2 separate regions of the Sus scrofa genome follow, and region 1 is linked to region 2. The links are chromatin contacts, called in public HiChIP or PLAC-seq maps. All regions are on one chromosome and are shown on one strand. The core of a region is the stretch at or near the end of the contact, and the rest is flanking DNA. Distances in the headings are between cores, read along the strand shown. Region 1 overlaps SIK3 (serine/threonine-protein kinase SIK3). Region 2 overlaps SIK3 (serine/threonine-protein kinase SIK3).

What was found. HiChIP or PLAC-seq counts read pairs in DNA pulled down with a chosen protein or histone mark.
Region 1: a contact with region 2 is called in an H3K27ac HiChIP or PLAC-seq map of alveolar macrophages. The contact joins two enhancer-like sites. A contact is called at or near these places in 2 of 47 Hi-C or Micro-C datasets (heart right ventricle and mesenchymal stem cells) and 2 of 2 datasets of contacts at active chromatin or transcription factors (alveolar macrophages and skeletal muscle).

What each region holds. Positions count from the first base shown.
Region 1 is chr9:44,329,187-44,333,601 of Sscrofa11.1, forward strand. SIK3 (serine/threonine-protein kinase SIK3) reads right to left here. Exons shown (of 25, transcript XM_021062877.1): 2 at 2,793-2,835; 3 at 2,720-2,790. Among named protein-coding and RNA genes, the nearest start is that of APOA1, 110 kb to the left of the region's middle. Within about 2 kb of position 1,940, at least 5 of the 83 cell types and tissues checked have an H3K27ac peak or open chromatin away from gene starts, as enhancers often do. A contact at or near this core is called in alveolar macrophages, where this site is marked.
Region 2 is chr9:44,261,678-44,265,955 of Sscrofa11.1, forward strand. All of the region lies in intron 7 of SIK3 (serine/threonine-protein kinase SIK3), which reads right to left. Among named protein-coding and RNA genes, the nearest start is that of APOA1, 45 kb to the left of the region's middle. Within about 2 kb of position 2,609, at least 10 of the 83 cell types and tissues checked have an H3K27ac peak or open chromatin away from gene starts, as enhancers often do. A contact at or near this core is called in alveolar macrophages, where this site is marked.

The sequences.
Region 1 (4,415 bases), core at 690-3,189, 67 kb after region 2:
AGGATCTGGTGTTGTCTGTGGCAGCAGGAGTTTGATCCCTGGCCCAGTGCAGTGGGTTAAGGACCTGTCATTGCAACAGCTGTGGCGTAGGTTGCAGCTGTGGCTCAGATTTAGTCCCTGGTCCAGGAACTTCCATATGCCACAGCTGAAAAAGAATTAAGAAGTTAAAAGAAAAAGGTGAAATTAATTCTAGGAATATATTTTATTATCATTAATATTATCATTTCAAAAAACTTTATTGTAAACTGCTCTCGTTTTCATATTTAAATTAATTAAAAATAAATTAAAGGAAAACTCCAGTTCCTCATTCATTCTAGCTACTTGTTAATGCACAATAACCACATGTGGCTAGTGGCTACCAGAAGAGGCAATGCAGTGAGTGCTACACTTTCACGATACCTCACAGTTAATTATTTTGTCAAATTATTCCCTGGTCACTTTATCTTTGATGTCTTTATATATTAATACCATATAACAGTTTTCATTCAAAAAAAGTACTCTGCATTACATTATAAAAATAGATCTCTTCCTTTCAATGGTCTCACAGTACTCCACAGTTTATGTGCACATTATTTGAATTTTTCAATCTAATAATTGAGTCATTGGATATTAGCCCATTATTTATTACATGAATTGCTTTCAAGTTCTATGTGTTGACTTATAAAACAAAAAGTAAGTACCTTAAATATATGTAGGTGTTTAGAAAAAAATAAAAGAAAAAATGTCATATTGTGTATCTTCTTTGTACCAGGCCTTTTATTGTCTGCAAATGTTCTTTTAATTTTAAACTTATCAGGAGTTCAAAAACTTTCCTATACGGTTACCTATATTTGCCTCATTCTATAAACTAGAACAGACTGAAGATTTAGCAAATGACCTGAAAATTACCTTGATATTGTATGAAGACACAGCCATTCTCACCTTGGCAGCTCAGACTCTCCCATTAACAATATGAGCTGCCAGAGAACAAAATTAAAGCTTAAAAGAGAGCAATGTTCAAAGTCAGGGCTGAAAGTATGGAAATATTATAGGCTAATTAAATTTTGGGTAAGAAAGGTAAAATTGCAGATTTCAGTTATAAGGCTGACATCTATTAGTTAACCTCTTGAGAAACGTCAGTCTAATAAGCTCTAAAATTATTTGAGGGTAACTTTATTTATTTATTTATTTATTTATTTGTCTTTTTAGGGCTGCACCATGGCAGATGGAGGTTCCAAGGCTAGGGGCTAATCGGAGCTGGAGCTGCTGGCCTACAACAGAACCACAGCAACACCAGATCCAAGCCGTATCTGCAACCTACACCACAGTTCATGGCAGCGCTGGATCCTTAACCCACTGATCGAGGCCAGGGATCGAACTCGCAACCTCATGGTTCCTAGTCGGATTTGTTCCCATTGCGCCACAATGGGAACTCCCCAGTAGATGATTTATTTTAAAACGTGAGGTCAAGAAGTTTACTTTTCCTTCAGGATAGGAAGGAAGCAGAGGTTAGACACCTCTGAGTTTGCAAAAAAAGGTCTTCAAGCAACCCCAGGAAGCTTTTATGGGTTTGCTTCTGGGGCACAAATGGAGGTGTGGTTTGAGATAATTTAGTCTGGTAAATTTGAACAAGCCTGCTCCTGATGATCTAATTCATTTCATCATGTGATGCCAGAGAAGAGCCCTAATACAGTAGCCTTAACCACATAACTAATATCACAACTTTCTTTCTTTCCCATAAAAGTAACAGACTATGAAAGCTTGCCAGTTGTGCCTCAGATGTACTCTTTCCACTCTTACACATGCTCCCATGTCTGGGCCAGTAACCATTTACTGCAGACTAACAGCAGCAAATGAACTGAGTGGGTGGCCACTTCCTGCAGAACTAAGTGATGGCTATTCTGGTAGAGAGCAGTGAGCAGGGCTGGCCCCATGCAAAGGCAGAGCTCGTGGCTGCCAACACACTGCAATTTGAGAAGCACCCCAAAGCCCCACCTCTCCCAAAATATCTCTTCCACCAGCCTGCTAAGGCAAGGTCCTCCTCTCCTATCTGGCTTAAAACTCTAGCCATTAGATTTACTGCTTTTGTAGTAAGGATAGGGAATCACTTTTGATGATGGCATGAAATATGCATGCTTCTTGGGAAACTAAGAAAACTAGAATAGAAATCTCTTCTATACACAAACTCTTGGTCTTCAAAGTAATCAAATGCTACCATAGAAAACTAGTCTAGGACCCTATTAGAATAAAATGAGACAGGTTCTGACTGATGCAAGAAGCCATACATAAAATACAGTTTACCATCATAATTTATGATGATCACATGACCACAGAAAGTAGTATTTTTTAAATGTTGTAAAAACAATGTTATATTCATCTCTAGCTTTTCATCTCTCAAAACTCTCTGGTTTCCCATTCTGCTTTAGGGTTCTGATCTAAATAAGTAAGTTCTCATTCCCTCCTAAATAATCTTTTTGTGTAACTCTAAGAATGGTATCCATGTGTTAAAGAATGAATTAAAAAGGTCTACCTAGGTAAGTTAGAACTCACTAGTAAATACCCAAACATGAGTACTGACTTGGGTGATAATAGGCTGGGGAAAATAGTACCATGATATGATCATAGAAGCAAGAAAAAGTTGCAGACGTTCACCCACCCACCTTCTCTTCAAAAGTAACCATAGATACAAGTGACCATTCTAGGTTCTTTGTGGCTCATGCTACACCACTAGTGATCCTACCTGGTACAGCCTGATAATATGGGGGTGGCAAAGCATCTTCATAATTTGAACTTCTCGGAAAATCTTCTTCAATTTTCTTCATCCAGCTGGGTCTTATCTATGATCTTGATTGCAACCTGACAACAGAGAAAGAAAATTATGTGTGACTGGGTCACTTTGCTATACAGTAGAAAATTAACAGAACACTGTAAACCAGCTATAATGGAAAAAAATAAAAATCATTTAAAAATTACTCTGATGAATTATTAAAAGGAGTTTCCCACAGAAAATTAAATACACTCTAAAACATATTCCATAAAATACAAATGGCCAGTATTTTGTTTATAGAATGTCAATGAAGAAAATAAATGCACTCTTTTTAAAAAGATAGGAAACAGATTCCTAGCAAGTTGGTCTCAAAGGAACAGACTCCAAAAGCTAACAGGTCTACTGCCATTTCTTAAATTAATCCTACAGCAAAAACTCCAGGACAAAATACTTCACTGCAAAAAAAAAAAAAGGAGTTCCCGTCGTGGCGCAGTGGTTAACGAATCCGACTAGGAACCATGAGGTTGCGGGTTCGGTCCCTGCCCTTGCTCAGTGGGTTAACGATCCGGCGTTGCCGTGAGCTTTGGTGTGGGTTGCAGACACAGCTCGGATCCCGCGTTGCTGTGGCTCTGGCGTAGGCCGGTGGCTACAGCTCCGACTGAACCCCTAGCCTGGGAACCTCCATATGCCGCGGGAGCGGCCCAAAGAAATAGCAAAAAGACAAAAAAAAAAAAAAAAAAAAAACTTCACTGCTCCACAGATGTGGTTATAGTCTAGGCAAATCAGGCTTTGGTGCAGAGAATGGGACTTCGGGCTTCTCATCACTAAAAGAAGCTAAGATCATAAGTAAATGATGATTTAGTAAGGGCGGACCAGAAATTCCACAAGTGCATTCCATACCTCACCAGGTGCTTCCATAACCAGTAACAATAGCGGTAGCACTGGTGGTGGCAGTGAGCAGCAGCAGTTACTACATACTGAACATTTATTCTGTGCCAGATATAATTCTTAGTGCTTTGCAATTACTAACTCATTTAAACCTCACAACACTCCATATTATCAACCTTGTTTTACAAATATGGAAATTGAGACACATGGAGATTAAGTCATTACCCAATATATAGCTAATATGTGGCAGATTCAAGATTGAAGCCCAGGTAGCTCAGCTTTAGAATCAAATTCGTAATGGTAACACTATATAAAAAATCTCAAGCTCTTTCTGTACTACCTGTACACTGCTTCAGCATAAAATATCTTTCCATTTTGCTAGTTCTTAAGATACACAGCAGCACGCACATATAAAAACCGAATGAAAATGAAAGACTTTTTTTTAATCTCCTAAACCTAAACTTCCTCATTATTCTTAGCAAAATATTCAAAATATTGGGTTGTTCCAAAATATCTCTATATCTCATTTTCACTCAATTAGTTTGTAATCAACAAATATTAGTTGGATGAAGGACCAGGATTAGGCAAATTCTAGCCTCCTTCAATTCTTAAAATTCTATGATTCTATACACTGAGGGAGGAAAAGAAAATGTACACTTATTGGGAAAAAGAAAAAAGAGGGAAGCAAAAATGTCAATGCTAAAAAGTTTAGCCCAGAGAAATAAAAACAGTCTGGAGCTACAGGGTAGATGATTCAAATGTATGAATAACTAGCATAAAG
Region 2 (4,278 bases), core at 1,359-3,858:
CTTTTTTGACCTTGATAATAAACAGCTTTCTCTAAGAGGCTGAAAGTATTCAGCCTAAAGGGGAAGAAATAAAGGATGAGGAAAGGGAGTTAATATCCAACTTCAAACTCACCCAACATAGTTAACCGAAGTTCTGTTTCTGGTTTCCAAAATAGAAGAAACAGAATAACTTAAGAAAGAATTTCCTGACTAAAACTTTGAAAACCTGCCCCCTGAAGACAGGTTAAAGGCAATGAGGCTGATTTATCTCGGACAAAAGGAGGGGCACACTGGGCTTCTTCAAATATCTGAAAGGTATTTATAAAGAAGACTAAGTGGATTGTACTGTGCTGCTCCTCAGTCCAGAATTTGGAGTAATCAGGAAGTTATAAGTTCAGTTTAGGAAAAATCTAATTATCAGAGTTGACCCAAAGTACTGGATCAAGATCCTAGGGAGGTAAGGCGGGGCCCCTTCAGCAAGTGAGGGGGGCATTCAAGTGGGCAGGGCCACACCTAGAGCACAGCTAATTTTATTTATTTTATAGATTTGTATTCTGAGTAAGATTTCACCTAAAAAAATAAGTCCAGAAACAACTGGATAGGATGAACTCTTTGGTTTCCATGTAAAAGTGAACAATCTGACCTGTGAAACCGTATCCTTATTGTCACTGGAAATGTCCAATCAGAAGCTGGCATTTGAGATGTCATTAGAAGGGCTCCCAGCCTTAGGTGTGAGGAAGACTAGGGGTCCTTTAACGAGGGAACCTGTGTCTCACTGAGCAGTGTATCCCCAGGGCCTGCAGAGCACATGGTTATGTAACAGGCCCTCAGTAAGGCCAGCTGAAAGAAAGACTGGACTAGGTGACTGCTACAGTTCCTTCCAACAACTTAAATAATCCTATCCCAAGAATCCACAATAGAACAGGCATTCTCCATGCTTCAAGCTAGAAAATCCAGCCAACTATTATTTTTCAGAAGATTAAGTTGTGGAATTGTTTAGGGGCAAAAGTCAGGACTGGGTGATTTCCAAGGCTTCCCCTTGCAGCTTTAGAGTTCTCTGTCTCTCTCATACAGAGGGTACATACTGACTGATCTTTTCTGAGGCTGTACAGAATAATACGTAAATCAGATTACCCAGTGAGGAGACATCTGCATGGGGGCAAAGCTATAGCATCAAGGTTATGACACAACAAATCAAAACAGCTCTTGGCAGATAAATCTTCTTCATAAGCCCTATGGATTTGTCTGAAAGTGATATATATCTTTAGCCTTTTAAGAGAGTGAGAGAAAGAAAAAGGAGTGAAAAACAACATAGGGAAGGAGCAAATGAAAGATCAGTAGAGCAATTCATTCAAAAATGTCATTTCATAATAATTCCTAACACTTATCCAGTACTTATATGCCAGGCAGAGTGCTAAATCCTTTAAGTTATTTTAAGCACTTAATTCACAGACTAATTCTTATTATTATTATAATACCTATTTTATACATAAAGGAATTAAAAAATCAGAGAAGTTAAGAAACTTGACCAGGAGGTTTCCTAGTGGCCTAGTGGTTAAGGATCCAGGGTTGTTACTCCTGTGGCATGGATTTGGTCTCTGGCCCAGGAATTTCTGCATGCTGTGTGTGTGGCAAAAAAGAAAAGGAAAGAAAAGAAAAGAAACTTGAGCAGATAATAAGAGGCAAGACCTGGATACAAATTCTGGTCAGTCTTACTCCAAAGCCAGAGTTTTTCACTCATATAAAACCTGAATTAATTGATGATATTTTAGGTAGTAGCCAGCATATTTTTATAAAACATGGCACATCAATTTCATTCTTCTTCTTTTTTTTTTTTTTTGTCTTTTTGCCATTACCTTGGGCCGCTCCAGCGGCATATGGAGGTTCCCAGGCTAGGGGTCGAATTGGAGCCGTAGCCGCCGGCCTACGCCAGAGCCACAGCAACGCGGGATCCGAGCCGCGTCTGCAACCTACACCACAGCTCACGGCAACGCCGGATCGTTAACCCACTAAGCAAGGGCAGGGACCGAACCCGCAACCTCATGGTTCCTAGTCGGATTCGTTAACCACTGCACCATGATGGGAACTCCCTCATTCTTCTTCTGACAAGAGCAAACACCATGTAATCTCCATAGGGTCCATGATGACAGAGTTCACCCACAAGCCGAGTTCACAGAAAGTGGACTAGGTAATAAATACATGGGAGAAGGCTATGAACTAGCTGGAAAGCAATGTTACGGGGAACAGCCAGTTGGATTAAGATGAACTGAGAAGGCAGGGGCATGACGGTGAGGGTGAAATGCACCGCAAGGGAGTGAGCCTAGCTTATAAATTCTGCTTGTTGCATGGTGATGGAGACTGTGACGGAAGGCTGGCAACGACAGTCTTCTTCATTCAAGGAATCACAGACAGGCAGAGGGGCAGGTGAGAATTCAGGGAACTGGCCCTCAGAATCTTCAGGCTGATCCCGTGAGGGAGGAAATGCCAACTGTCCCTCAAGCCCTTCATGTGTTGCGAAAGTATGGGACATGGCAAAGCAATCATTTTCAGCTCTGTGGGCAGAGGAGTGGTCTGCAAGAAACTGAGTCATAGATTCTTTGTGACCACATAAAACTGCTTAGAGCTGGGGAAACAGAAGACATCTGTGTGCCAGGAGGCATGAGAAGAATGCGAGGAAGAAGCAGTTAGCAGGAGATTCATGTTGCTTACAGGTACTTGGACAGAGGGTCTGGTCTGGTTTCTCACGTCCTCTTTCCACACACCAGTGTGTTCAAAGGTCACTCCCAAGCACCCAGCCCAAGAGCTCTTTATATTCAACAGTTTTACAAACATCTTAATAATGTTTAATTCTGCCAGGCAATTTCAAAGAGGGCTCTATTTTTCTCAAAGCCCAAAAAGCCAAAAAAGGAAACAAAAATAAACTGGCTATTAACTCTCATTTCTATTTCCCTGAAAAATGAACTAACTTCATAAATTTTCAAGTTAAGTAACACTAAAGTCTTACATTTTCCAGAGCAAGGATCCTATATGATGTTATCCATTCACTTTGGCCAGTTCAGGTACCAGTCTAAATTGACACTACTATAGCAGACAAACAGATCAACACTGATGAATGGTCTACAATGACAGTCTCTGGATGGAGAAACATGGCTTTGATGGCAGCCTGTGTTCTGGACTTACAAATGTTTGCGACTCAGAGTTCCTCTTTAATGCTATCTGCCCTTTCCAAAAAAAAAAAAAAAAAAAAAGTCTATCTAATGTCCTGATCCTGTCATAATCATGGCTAATAGAACTAAAAAGAAAGTCAATGAGAAATCATAGGAGTTTTTGCCAAGAAACCTTCTTCTGGTGAAAAGCTCAGAGTTAGGAATACCTACTCTGCTTGTGGACTAAGCCCTAGAAATGAAAATTTTTTAACATGCTCAAGGAAACCCTGTCATTGTCAGCTGTCACTTAGGATGAATCTATTTTATGCAGTGACTACTTTAAAATCTAAACATTATTAGAGAAATGCATGTCAAAACTACAATTTGTTATCTCCTCACACCAGTCAGAATGGCCATCATCAAAAAGTCTATAAACAATAAATGCTGGCGAGGGTGTGGAGAAAAGGGAATCCTCCTACAGTGCTGGTGGGAATGTATTGGCGCAACCACTACGAAGGACAGTATGGAGGTTCCCTAAAAAACTAAATATAGAAATACCATACGACAGCACCTCTAGGCATATATCCAGAGAAAGCTGTAGTTTGAAAAGATACATGTACTCCAATGTTCACTGCAGCACTGTTTACAACAGCCAAGACATGGAAACAACCTAAATGTCCACTGACAGAGGACTGGATAAAGATGTGGTACATAAATAGAAAGGGATATTATTCAGCCATAAAAAAGAATGAAATAATGCCATTTGCAGCAACATGGATGGCCCTATAAATTATCATACTAAGTGAAGTCAGACAGAGAAAGACATGTGTCATATGATATCATTTATATGTGAAATCTAATAAAAATGATACAAAAGAGCTATTTATAAAACAGAAACAAACTCATAAATATCAAAACCAATCTTTTGGTTACCAGATGGGAAACCACTGCAGGTAGGGAGAAAATGGGAGGGTGGGAATAACATATACACACTACTGGATAAAACAGAAATTAACAGGAATCTACTATGTAGCACAGGAAAATCTACTCAATGGTTTGTAATAACCTATATGGGAAAAAAACCATATATTTATAACTGATTCACTTTGTTGTACACCTGAAACTAATACAACGTTGTAAGTCAACTATACTT